Linked DNA regions of Sus scrofa: regions 1 and 3 are each linked to region 2. Evidence: chromatin contacts called from public HiChIP or PLAC-seq data. All regions are on one chromosome and are shown on one strand. Each heading gives the region's core, a stretch centred on a gene start, on an enhancer-like site or on the middle of the called end of the contact. The rest is flanking DNA. Distances are from core to core; before and after follow the strand shown. Region 1 overlaps TBC1D1 (TBC1 domain family member 1). Region 2 has its middle 76 kb from the start of RELL1. Region 3 overlaps TBC1D1 (TBC1 domain family member 1).

The links. HiChIP or PLAC-seq counts read pairs in DNA pulled down with a chosen protein or histone mark.
Region 1: a contact with region 2 is called in an H3K27ac HiChIP or PLAC-seq map of alveolar macrophages. The contact joins two enhancer-like sites. A contact is called at or near these places in 1 of 47 Hi-C or Micro-C datasets (embryonic fibroblasts) and 1 of 2 datasets of contacts at active chromatin or transcription factors (alveolar macrophages).
Region 3: an H3K27ac HiChIP or PLAC-seq map of alveolar macrophages shows a contact between it and region 2. The contact joins two enhancer-like sites. A contact is called at or near these places in 11 of 47 Hi-C or Micro-C datasets (embryonic fibroblasts, fetal skeletal muscle, liver and 4 more) and 2 of 2 datasets of contacts at active chromatin or transcription factors (alveolar macrophages and skeletal muscle).

What each region holds. Positions count from the first base shown.
Region 1 is chr8:29,424,376-29,428,320 of Sscrofa11.1, reverse strand. All of the region lies in intron 2 of TBC1D1 (TBC1 domain family member 1), which reads right to left. Among named protein-coding and RNA genes, the nearest start is that of TBC1D1, 56 kb to the right of the region's middle. Within about 2 kb of position 1,495, at least 13 of the 83 cell types and tissues checked have an H3K27ac peak or open chromatin away from gene starts, as enhancers often do. A contact at or near this core is called in alveolar macrophages, where this site is marked.
Region 2 is chr8:29,112,705-29,116,760 of Sscrofa11.1, reverse strand. No RefSeq gene overlaps it. Among named protein-coding and RNA genes, the nearest start is that of RELL1, 76 kb to the left of the region's middle. Within about 2 kb of position 2,205, at least 9 of the 83 cell types and tissues checked have an H3K27ac peak or open chromatin away from gene starts, as enhancers often do. A contact at or near this core is called in alveolar macrophages, where this site is marked.
Region 3 is chr8:29,485,170-29,488,922 of Sscrofa11.1, reverse strand. TBC1D1 (TBC1 domain family member 1) reads right to left here. Exons shown (of 22, transcript XM_021101100.1): 4 at 3,122-3,211; 5 at 705-809. Among named protein-coding and RNA genes, the nearest start is that of MIR9840, 62 kb to the left of the region's middle. Within about 2 kb of position 1,327, at least 1 of the 83 cell types and tissues checked has an H3K27ac peak or open chromatin away from gene starts, as enhancers often do. A contact at or near this core is called in alveolar macrophages, where this site is marked.

The sequences.
Region 1 (3,945 bases), core at 246-2,745, 310 kb before region 2:
CTCAGGTTGCTGCTGTGGTGTGGGTTCAGTCCCTGGTCCCAGAACTTCCGCATGCCAAAGAGTTTTTTTAAAAATGTCCATTTGGGGAGTTCCCATTGTGGCGAAATGGTTAACAAATCTGACTAGGAACCATGAGGTTGCGGATTCAATCCCTGGCCTTGCTCAGTGCGTTAATGATCCGGCGTTGCCGTGATCTGTGGTGTAGATCGCAGACTCGGCTCAGATCCCGCGTTGCTGTGGCTCTGGTGTAGGCCGGTGGCTAGAGCTTCGATTAGACCCCTAAACCTGGGAACCTCCATATGCCACGGGAGCAGTTCAAGAAAAGGCAAAAGACAAAAAAAAAAAAAAAAAAAAAAAATGTCCATTTGGTCAGCTTGTGCCTGCAGGCGAGGGATGGGAGCCAGCAGTACAGATAACCCCAAGGACCAGGTAACAATAACCCTGCATGTGTCACTGTGGCCAGCATTGCATGACCTCTGGGGGAATTCATTACTGTACTCCCCTTTTCTCTAGATTAACATTAAAATTAGTTTACCCCCTGAACACACCATATGAGGCCAAGGGGGAAAGACCCAGAAGGGAGATACAGGGCAAAGACATCTGAAGATTTCAAATGTGTGAAAGTAATGCAAACGAAAACAATCTGCTGAAAATGCCTCCATTTATCACAAATATTTATTGAGCACCTATTTGGACAAAATACTGTATAGGCTGTGAGGACATATCTGTTAACAAAAAAAAATCCCTGCCCTCATAATACTTACACCCCAGTGAAGAGGGACAGACAAGGTGCAAAACAATAAATGCACAGTACATTAGATGCTCGCTGGAAGCAGACTCTAGATTATAACCTACACACATAAACAAAAAAAAGGAAGGAGTAAACTTTGAGGTAGCGCCCTCTTGTGTTAACAGTGGGAATTGTTGAAGCGCAGGCCTCTGGAGACAAAAATCAAGGGCAGGGATTTTTGTGGAAAAGGGTAACAGTGGAAATCACACGATGCAGATTAATATACACACCATGACTATGAGAGAGAGAAAGGAGAGACGTGTGTGCGTGCACTGGAACGTCTTGATATTTTCCTGTATTACCTTAAGGAAAAAATGGGGTCAAGAGGGCAGAGGGATGATGGCACGTCTTCCAGAAGCAAGATAGAAACAGGGGGGTTCCTTTTTTACTTTTTACAATTTTCTCAACTTATCAGACGACAAATGATTTTTTGACTTGCTTGTGCTTTATAAGATTTTTCAAATCAATAAACATTAAAATAGGGGGGAAGGAGACAGTTCTATACCTACTGACACAGAAATCAGTTTGCAATGCAAAAAGTGGAAATTCTAGGTTACAAAGCTCTGTGTCCTGTGATCGCATATGTGTAAAATACAGGGGTTTTTTTGTTTGTTTGTTTTTAATGGCAACTAGTGTTAGACAGCTGAGTGAATTGCCCCATCAAAGTCTCGGTGACTCAGCTCTGAGTCCTCTCCTTCTCACTACCCACAGAGGCATCATAAGTAACAGCTTCTGTCTCAGAGCTGCCTTCCAGAGTATCCCCACTTCCACTCTGCCCAGCACTGTGCTAGGTCGGCCGTGGCCATCTCTCACTTGAATAACGGCATAAACCTCCTTGCTGGTCTCAGTCCATCCTCCACAGGCTAGATTTCCTTTTCAAAACACAGATCTGAGTATGTCCCCACCTTGATTCTCCAGTGACGACTGGACCGAGTGCAGTCTTGGCATGGCTTCCAAGACTCTTTCAAATCTGACCTCTCTAACCAGTGATGGACAATGATTCCTGCCTAATAATGATTTCTCCCTATTCCTCGTTATCAGCAGAACCCTAGTTTTATGCAAGTAATGAACACACTTTTTTTTTTTCCTTTTTTTTTTTTTCCCCAGCTGTATCTGCAGCCTATGGAAGTTCCTGGGCCAGGGATGGAATCTGAGCCACAGCCGAGACCTACACCATAGCTGGGGCAATGCTAGATCCTTAACCTGCTGCACCACAGTGGGAACTCTGAAAAGAGACTCCTCATCTCAAGGTTAGGCCCCAGAGTTCCCATCATGGCTCAGCAGTAATGAAACAGACTAGTGTTCATGAGGACATGGGTTCAATCTCTGAGCCCATTCAGTGGGTTAAGGATCCCATGTTGCTATGAGCTGTGGTGTAGGTTGCAGACGTGGCTCAGATATGGCATTGCTGTGGCTGTGGCAAAGGCCAGCAGCTCCAGCTCAAGTTTGACCCCTTGCCTGGGGAACCTCCATATGCCGTGGGTGTAGCCCTAAAAAACAAAAAACAAACAAACAAAAATCAAGGTTTAGCCCCAGGGAATATGTTATGAGTTGGCACACAGTGGCAACCTATTTTTTTCTTTAAACTAAGTGAATGAATGGTATCAATTAGCCTTGTGTGTACCATTCCTCTTCCCAAATGTGACCCAGTTCTGGCCAAGGAGGTCCTAGAAGAAGTAGGCCCCATCCTTCCTACTTGGAATTCACTTGTGCGAGAAGCTACAACAGCCACCTTGGAACCATGAAGTCACAGAGCAAAAGGCCAAAATTAACATGCTAAGCCTGGCAGAGAGTAATGAGATGAAAGTCTGTGTTATTGATGATACAGACCCAGCCACTCTGAAACTGCTTACCTCTACATCCTGAGATAAAAGCCTGTGTTATGGATGACAGAGGTCCAACCATTCCGAAAACTGCTCACCCCCGAATCCTTATTAAGTGATATAGCAAAATATCTTTATTGCCGAAACTGGATTTTAATGTGCCCATGAATCACTGAGAAATCTCATTAAAACGAAAATTCTGATTCAGTAGATTTGAGGTGGGGCCCAAGAATTAATAACAGACTCCCAGGAGATGCTGCTGACTGAGGATCGCGTTTAGAGCAACGCAGGTGTAAACCACTATGACTTGGACATTCCATCATTTTTAGCTGAACTCATCCTTACTGTCTGCTCTCCCTCCCCACATACCAAGCTAACCACACTAACCATCCAAACATCTCAATGCATACCAACAGCCTCCTGGGCCTGCCTCATGCTCATCCATTTCTTTTTTTTTTTTTTTTTTTTTTTTTTTTTGTCTTTTGAGGGCCGCACCTGCAGCATATGGAGGTTCCCAGGCTGGGGTCTAATCGGAACTATAGCACTGCCAGATCTGAGCTGCGTCTGCGACCTACACCACAGCTCTCAGCAATGCCGGATCCTTAACCCACTAAGCAAGGGCAGGGATCGAACCCGCAACCTCATGGTTCCTAGTTGGATTCGTTTCCCCCGAGCCACGACGGGAACTCTGCTCATCCATTTCTTAGAGAAGCTTCTGTAGATTTTGCCACTATTCCGCACATCAGCTTGGGTCACTTTTTTCTTCATTAACCTTATTTGCACTTACTTCCACATATGTTTCTCTAAGGTCTTTCTTTCAAGTCATTATTAAACAATTACGGCAACATAGCTAATAGGCAAATTGATTTTGAAAGACTTGAAATTTAATTGCAAAATGATTGAATTCCCAAGTAGACGTTATACATTATATTATGCAACTGGTTGTGTTCCATTTCAGTAACATGGGAATTAAAAACTACATGAACAGTGTTCCATTGGTAGCGATGACAGGCCTGTGCCCCTCCCTGACGAAGCCTTAATTGCATATGGCACTTTGACGTATTTTAAAATAAAGCCTGATATTAATATGCATCAGCTTAAAACTGAGCTCATAAGAATTTTTCATGCTTACGCTCAGATTATAAATACAAATGCCCCTCTCCTATCTGTCCGTGAAATTCTTACCTGATTCTCTTTCATTAATTAACAATGTGCTTTTCATACCACATGGTATTTCCGTGCATTTTTAAAAAATATTCCTCTGAAATTTCAGCATTTGTGCTTTTCAGCCCAGTTTTGCCAAAAAAGGCATCCAATTATTCGATCTGAATG
Region 2 (4,056 bases), core at 956-3,455:
TCCTACAGTAAACTGGCTTTTTTTTTTTTTTTTTTAATGATTTTTATTTTTTCCATTATAGTTGGTTTACAGTGTTCTGCCAATTTTCTGCTGTATAGCAAAGTGACCTAGTCACACATAGATACATACATTCTTTTTCTCACATTATCCATCATGCTCCATCATAAGTGACTAGATAGGAGTTCCTGTTGTGGTGCAGTGGTTAACGAATCCGACTAGGAACCATGAGGTTGCGGGTTAGGTCCCTGCCCTTGCTCAGTGGGTTAACAATCCGGCGTTGCCGTGAGCTGTGGTGTAGGTTGCAGACGCGGCTCGGATACCGTGTAGGCCGGAGGCTACAGCTCCTATTTGACCCCTAGCCTGGGAACCTCCACATGCCGCGGGAGCGGCCCTAGAAATGGCAAAAAGACAAAAAAAAAAAAAAAAAAAAAAAAAAAGATCAGATAAGTGACTAGATATAGTTCCCAAATGACTAGATATAGTTCCCACTGGCTCTTATTATCTACAATATTTTTACATGTGTCAACCCTAGCATACATATAAAGTATTTTGAATGTATGCCACTGGAGAAATTGATTTCTGATTGAGCACTGGCTTGTGTACTAGTTTTCCAGTTGTGAGCCGTAGAGAAACCAGCCAGAAGCCTGTTTGCCCGAGTTACTTTAAGTCAGTGCCTTTGCTCCCACCCCTTCGGCGTGGCTATGTGATTCAGTTTTAACACAGAGTCATTTGTCATCGTCTCCATTCCATCTTTCCTTCATATCCTGGTTAAATTTCTTAAAGTTTATATACAGCAAACTTCACTCTTTGCGGCGCCTCATTGAATTTTGATTTTGAATTTGTGTGTGTGTGTTTTCCTTGAAAACAAGATGATCAATACCATCTTAGGTTAAGGAAGTAGAAAAGCTGATTTTACAATTCTCAACTCATCAGCAACATGGATGAAACTCGAGATGGTCATGCTAAGAGAAGTAAGTCAGAAAGAGAAAGACAAACACCATACGATATCACTTATATGTGGAATCTAAATATAACACAAAAGTTCCTGCAGTGGCACAGTGGGATTGGCAGCATCTTGGGAGCGCTGGGACACTGGTTCCATTCCCAGCCTGGCACAGTGGGTTAAGGATCCGGTGTTGCTTAAGTCGAAACTGCACCTTGGATCTGGTCCCTGGCCCAAGAACTCCATGTGCCTTGGGGTGGCCAAAAAAAGGGGGGAAAAATAACACAAATTTATCTACAAAACAGAAACAGATGCACGGACATAGGGAACAGACTTGTGGTTGCCAAGGGGGAGGGGGATGAATGGATTGGGAATTTGAAATTAGCAGAGGCAAACTATGACTTATTGACTGGGTAAACAACAACGTCCTGTATCACACAGGGAGCTATATTCAATATCCTGTGATGATATAGTGGAAAAGAATATGAAAAAGAATGGATATATGCATATAAATCACTTTGCTGTACAGCAGACATTAACACAACCTTGTGAATCAGCCAAACATCATTAAAATAAAATTTAAAAGAAAAAGAAAAAAAGCAATGTTCAGTTCATGAAAGCCAGGAAACCCAGAATATAGGCACTGGCGATGATGTTAAGAATTCCCCCAAATCTCATTTTATAGTAGGAAGGAGTCATTTGGGGTTACAGGTTTTATTCTTAATTAGCCTTTTGATATCCTACCTAGGATGCTCCCCAGGATTCAGCTCTCTCCTGGCACCAGCAGGTCCAGGATTTGTCAGGGGGACTGTCCACCACTTGCAGCTCCTGCACTTCCTTCCCAAAGCCAGAGAGCGAGGCTTCCTCCACCCTAATCTAACACGCTGGAAAGCGGAGGAATACTCCTTTGCCTCCCACTGAAGACAGCAGGATGTTGGGGCGTTGGAAGTGTGATCCTGCGATTCAGGGCGTGGCTGTGGTCAAAGAAGACTCCGTTTTGCCAGGAGACCCAAGATCCTTGCCAGTTCTTATATACTCTGACCTTTGGTCAGGGGGCAGGTCCGACCCAGGGCTTCCTTTGCTCCTCATCTTCCAGGGACCTTTCTTCAGGACGGTTCTCAGCTCTCCCTGGAGGCTCGTCATGGTAGCTCCAAACGCCTGAAGGGACACCTGGGACTTTGTCCCTGGCCTTGTGTGACCGCCCAGCCAGTGTCTCTGCCCACCTGTCTCAGCTGCCGTCGGCCTCTCAGAGAGCTGGCACTGGCTCCCTCTGCCGGCCGAATGGGAAAACTGCAGGCAGTATAGCTTGGCCATCTGTTGCTGGCGGGGTCTGTTCTGTCAGGGCCTGGTGCGCAGAAAGTACTGAGCGTGATTTCATGATTTTTGCTGAATAAATGAAAATAGACAAAAGTTTACCTTTGCAAATGAAAGAAGAAGTTCCCGTTGTGGCTCAGCGGGTCAAGGACCTGACATATTATCCAAGAGGATGCAGTTTGATCCCTGGCCTTGCTCAGTGGGTTAAGAATCTGGCATTGCCATCAGCTGTGGTGTAGGTCACAGATGCGGCTCAGATCCCGTGTTGCTGTGGAGTAGAGTCCAGTGTGAGGAGACACAAGCACAGGGTATTAAACAGAGCTGAGGGTGAAGCGTAGGGTGTGCAGGGGCAGCCCAGCGCCTCTCCCTTCTGGGAATGACGCCCCCTCCTCTGAAGAACCTTCTCTTCCCTCTTAGAACCCAAGCAGGTGCCCACTGCCCTGGCCACAGCTGGATGTAACAAAGTGGACAAGTGACCGACTGTGACCTGGCCTGGTGGTGCTCCTCCCTGGGACGTTTGACAGCCGGAGCTGGAGAAAGGGGTTTCTTTCTCTGGTGGCTGAAGCGAGGGGCAGCCATGCTTCCTGCCAAGCAGAGGGAGCCGGTCTGAAGAAAGGAAGGAACGAGCAGAGGGGAGAGAGGCAGTCCTGGTTGCTGTCAAGGCCCAGACTCAGGTGGCCCCGAGGCCCAGCTGTCCTTCTGAGTTTTATGAACATTCCAAGAACATTTCATTTTCGTCTTACCTCGTTTAGGTTGAGGTTCTATCACATGCAACAATGACAGCAAAACCCCATGGCCAGTGCAGTTATTCTCCATGAAGTAGATACCAGATACTTGAGGAGTGACAGGGCCACGTGGGTCTTGGAGCCCAGGCATCCAGCCCTAAGGCGAAGATTGTCCAGCACTGCCTGGGAACCACAGCCGGGGGCCCTGGCTCTGGTGTGGCTTCTGCTCTGAAGTGCCCTTGCAAACCCTGTGCCCATCGGCGCCTTAGGATAACCTCCCTCCATCTCGCCTTGTTGGGCCAGAGGGCTCTGAATTGCGGCGCCCATCAAGGCACAACTTTGACATTCAGATGACTTTGGCCAGCCTTGACCTTAAGTTTTTCAGTTCTCAATCTTCTAACTGTAGAGTGAAGATAATACGTGCCTTTTAGGGTGGCTGTGAGGATGACACGAGCTTAGGCATGAAGTGTACTGAACAGGGGGCTGGGTGTAGCCAGCATCTTGGAGTTGGCAAAGTCAGTCCCTGTTCAGTGAAATAAATAATACAGTGATGAGAGTTTGGCCATTTACTTGAGAGTTGGTTCTTTTTTTTCTTTTTTTTAGGCCACATCCGCTGCATGCAGAAGATCCCCAGGCCAGGGATCGAACTTGCACCACAGCTAGACGCCAGATCCTTAAGTTGTTGAGCCACCAGGGAACTCTGCAAGTTGATTCTTTTTTTTTTTTTTTTTTTTTTTTTTTGTCTTTTGTCTTTTTTGTTGTTGTTGCTATTTCTTTGTCTTTTGTCTTTTTTGTTGTTGTTGCTATTTCTCCTGCGGCATATGGAGGTTCCCAGGCTAGGGGTCTAATCAGAGCTGTAGCCACCGGCCTACGCCAGAGCCACAGCAACGCGGGATCCGAGCCGCGTCTGCAACCTACACCACAGCTCACAGCAACGCCGGATCATTAACCCACTGAGCAAGGGCAGGGACCGAACCCGCAACCTCATGGTCCCTAGTCGGATTCGTTAACCACTGCGCTACCACGGGAACTCCTGCAAGTTGATTCTTTATGTTTCTACCACAATCACATTTC
Region 3 (3,753 bases), core at 78-2,577, 370 kb before region 2:
CACCAGCAGTTACAGCTCTGATTGGACCCCAAGCCTGGGAACCCCATATGCCGTGGGTGCAGCCTTAAAAAAAAGAAAAATAATAATTAAAATGAGCTGGGCAGAGATTTCAGGATGCTGTGGAAAGACTCAGTACTTTAAGATTCTTCAGGACTACTAGTCACAGGTAAATGAATAATAACCATAATAACTGCTAAGATTACATACAGTCTGAGAAACACTACAAAAGCTCAAAGCTCTTCAAGGAGATAAAGTAAAAACTAGATGTAAATTAAATACTGAGCGAAAACCAACTCTTCTGATCAAAAGTTCAAAACGACATTTTTATAAAGCCAAAGCAAGAGTTCCCTGGTGGCTCAGCGAGCTGGGGATCTGGCATTATCACTGCGGCAGCATGAGTTTGATCCCTGGCCCAGGAACTTCCACATGCCATAGGAACAGCCCCAAAATAATAAACCAACAAATTAATAAATGAAAACTCTAATGCAGAGGGTGAAAGTGAGCAGGCCTTTAAGAACAATGAAAATTGAAAATGCATATTCAAGCTCAGGTGTATACCAGCTAGTGAGAAAACAGTCATGAATGAATAATTAAAGCCAAATAAGGTCAATGAGGCCGTACAGTTTTGCTTCAGAAAGAAATCAGGGAGGTTGAAATCCCCTGCAAAGGAGACTTCAAGGTAAGAACTGCTCTTTCTCACTCACCAGAGCTTCATTCGTGCACTGAAACACATAGCAGACGAAATGAAAGCCTCCAGCTCCCGAGGACTCTCGGCAGATGAACCCAAAGTGGTCCACGTGTCTAATACCCTGTTGAAGGCAGGGAGGAGAGGAAGGGACAGTGAGTTGTACCCAGAAGAGGCACCACTGCCAGAAATACAACCTAAGGTTTATACTGCACAATTTTAAAAGACACTATAAGAGTATTATTTTCTCAGATATTTTAAATACCTAAAAACGTCTCTCAAATATGAAGTTCTACTAAAATGTTACTCTGATTATCCCCACAATAAGAGAAGTAGGAACTGAAAACTGGAGTTTTCTTTTCTTTTTCTTTGGTCTCTTTAGGGCCGCACCCACAGCACATGGAGGGGCCCAGGCTCGGGATCAAATCAGAGCTACAGCTGCAGGCCTACACTACAGCCACAGCAACACGGGATCCGAGCCACATCTGCAACCTACACCACAGTTCACCGCAATGCTGGATCCTTAACCCACTCACTGATCGAGACCAGGGATCAGACTCGCCATCTTCACAGATACTAGTCAGTTTCATAACATGCTGAACCATAACGGGAACTCCCAAAACTGAAGTTTTTAATGCTCATTTTAGTAATAAAAGGAAGTGGAGAAAAGCTGACACAGAAAAATTACAACTTCTCTTGGGTCTTAAGGAATAAGACAAGAGACTAATGAAGAAACACAACTATACACACACATGAGCACACATGCACAAACACACAAACACATATAGACATAAAAGTTAAAAGTTTTAAGACATCTGTACTCTTAAAATAACAGAAAGATAAATATTGAAGTAAACTAGTGGAAACAATGAGTTAAAAATTCTACACAATAAAGAACAGAGAAGCTTTTAAACATAAGCTATTAAGGCTCAAGCTCTACCATAGTTTCCTAAGAGCTCTTTTTAATAAATGTCAACATGCATACTTGTTTTGAAAGTATCAGCTGAGAGGCACAACAGCAATACAGATATGGCATCACCCATAAATATTAATGTGCAGTGTCTCCTGAAAACACCAGCACACAGAGATATGAGTGCTGAGAGCCTGAAGGTCAGGTGATCAGGTAAAATGCACCCTTTAAAACAATCACATGAAAAAGGAAAAATATTTAATATTAACATTTCAATAGAAATAGCAGCAAATCAAGATAAAAAGCTGTGGAGAAGCTCAGTTTCAGGACAATTATTTCCCAATAAACGGGCAATCCCTGACATATCCCAGCAACTCCGTCAACATTTCCCAAGAGCAAGCTAAGCATATGCTAGAGGATACTCCCCAGGAAAGCAGGATTTGGAAAAAACTTTTCCTTTGTAAATGGTTCCTTATTTGATCTTATTCAGGAACATCATTTTCACCTTTTGGGGAGGAAAATTCCCTGCTGAATCCTTCTGTAGATCATGCTATAATTCAACAAACAATGAGACTTCCATCCTACCTTATTAATGTTGAGAAAATGGAAATGAGGAAACAAGTCAGACTTTTAAAAAGTAATCAAACAATAATTCAGATTTGCTAGGAAGATCCTGAGTGAAATTGGCATAGCTCTTTATAACTGACAGATTCTCCACATTTCTCTATGAAACACACCCAGATGAGCAAGAATGAACTCAAGTAGACACTGTATTCTGAGGAAAACATCCTGAAAGGTAGTCACTATTTATCATGTTTTAAGGAAGAAGAAATAATGATCATTGGTATTTGAAAAATTATGGGAGTTCCCATCGTGGCGCAGTGGTTAACGAATCCGACTAGGAACCATGAGGTTGCGGGTTAGGTCCCTGCCCTCGCTCAGTGGGTTGACGATCCGGCGTTGCCGTGAGCTGTGGTGCAGGTTGCAGACGCGGCTCGGATCCCGCATTGCTGTGGCTCTGGCGTAGGCCGGCGGCTACAGCTCCGATTAGACCCCTAGCCTGGGAATCTCCATATGCCACGGGAGCGGCCCAAGAAATAGCAAAAAGACAAAAAAAAAAAAAGAAAAAAGAAAAATTATGAATTTTTGTAAAGTAGAAACAAGTATCTATTTAAAAATGTACCACTGTGTATATGAATGTACATATAAACATGCACACAGACCCAGACCCACACCCAGACCTCTGGAAAACAGGGCTGCAGAGCATGACCACCAATGAGTGAAACAACGAAAAGGAGCCCTACGTGCCCCAGGAGAGTATGGTTGTTAAAAGCAAAAATCTTAATTTCAAAGTTATATTTCTATTATGCCTTAATATACAAAAGGAAGAAGAAATACAAGATCACAAATCCGGTACTTAGAAAGCACACATCCTGTGACCTTAACCGCTTCTGCTGAATGAGACAGTAGAAGAATTCATTAAAAAAATTCAATGGCCACTGAGCTGATAACACAGCTCCATTTACCTGAGAGCAAAAGGATATCTCCTTAAAATTTTTCTCCAAGGCGATTTTTTTGGTGTCAGGACTGATGAGGTAAACTTCAGACTGACCGATCTGAAAAGACAAAGAAAAAAAGAAACTAGCTTCTCGTGAAGGTTGAATTCAAATTTGCCATACAAACTTTCTCACTTCATGACCCATGAAAATAAGGAAAAAAGGGATCAAGCTCCTACAGAATTCTGACCATCTCATGCAGATCACTTCAAGGTTACAATCTATCCTGCAGATCTCGGGGGGCACAGACAACCATCGGTGCGTTCACCTATAGCAGCGGCAGTCTTGGGGTGAGAGGACCAAATACCCAAAAGTTAGCAACAAAGCCTCAGGCTCCCACAGGCTCCAGTTTGCAAGGAACAGAGGTTCCTACGTTAAGTGAATCTCCTAGGAAACAGGAGCTTCTCATTTAAAATTTCCACAACACTTTCTAATGATTAGAAAGGTCTTCTCAAATTATAATTAAAGCAGCCTATCATTTATTAAGTACATACTATGCGCTAGGTACTCACTGCTGCTTACCTGACTTTCTGAAGCTAGAGCATTAGCATAAATCAGCGCGTCCTTACAGATCTGGGGCAGAAGAGGACCGTGCTGCAGTG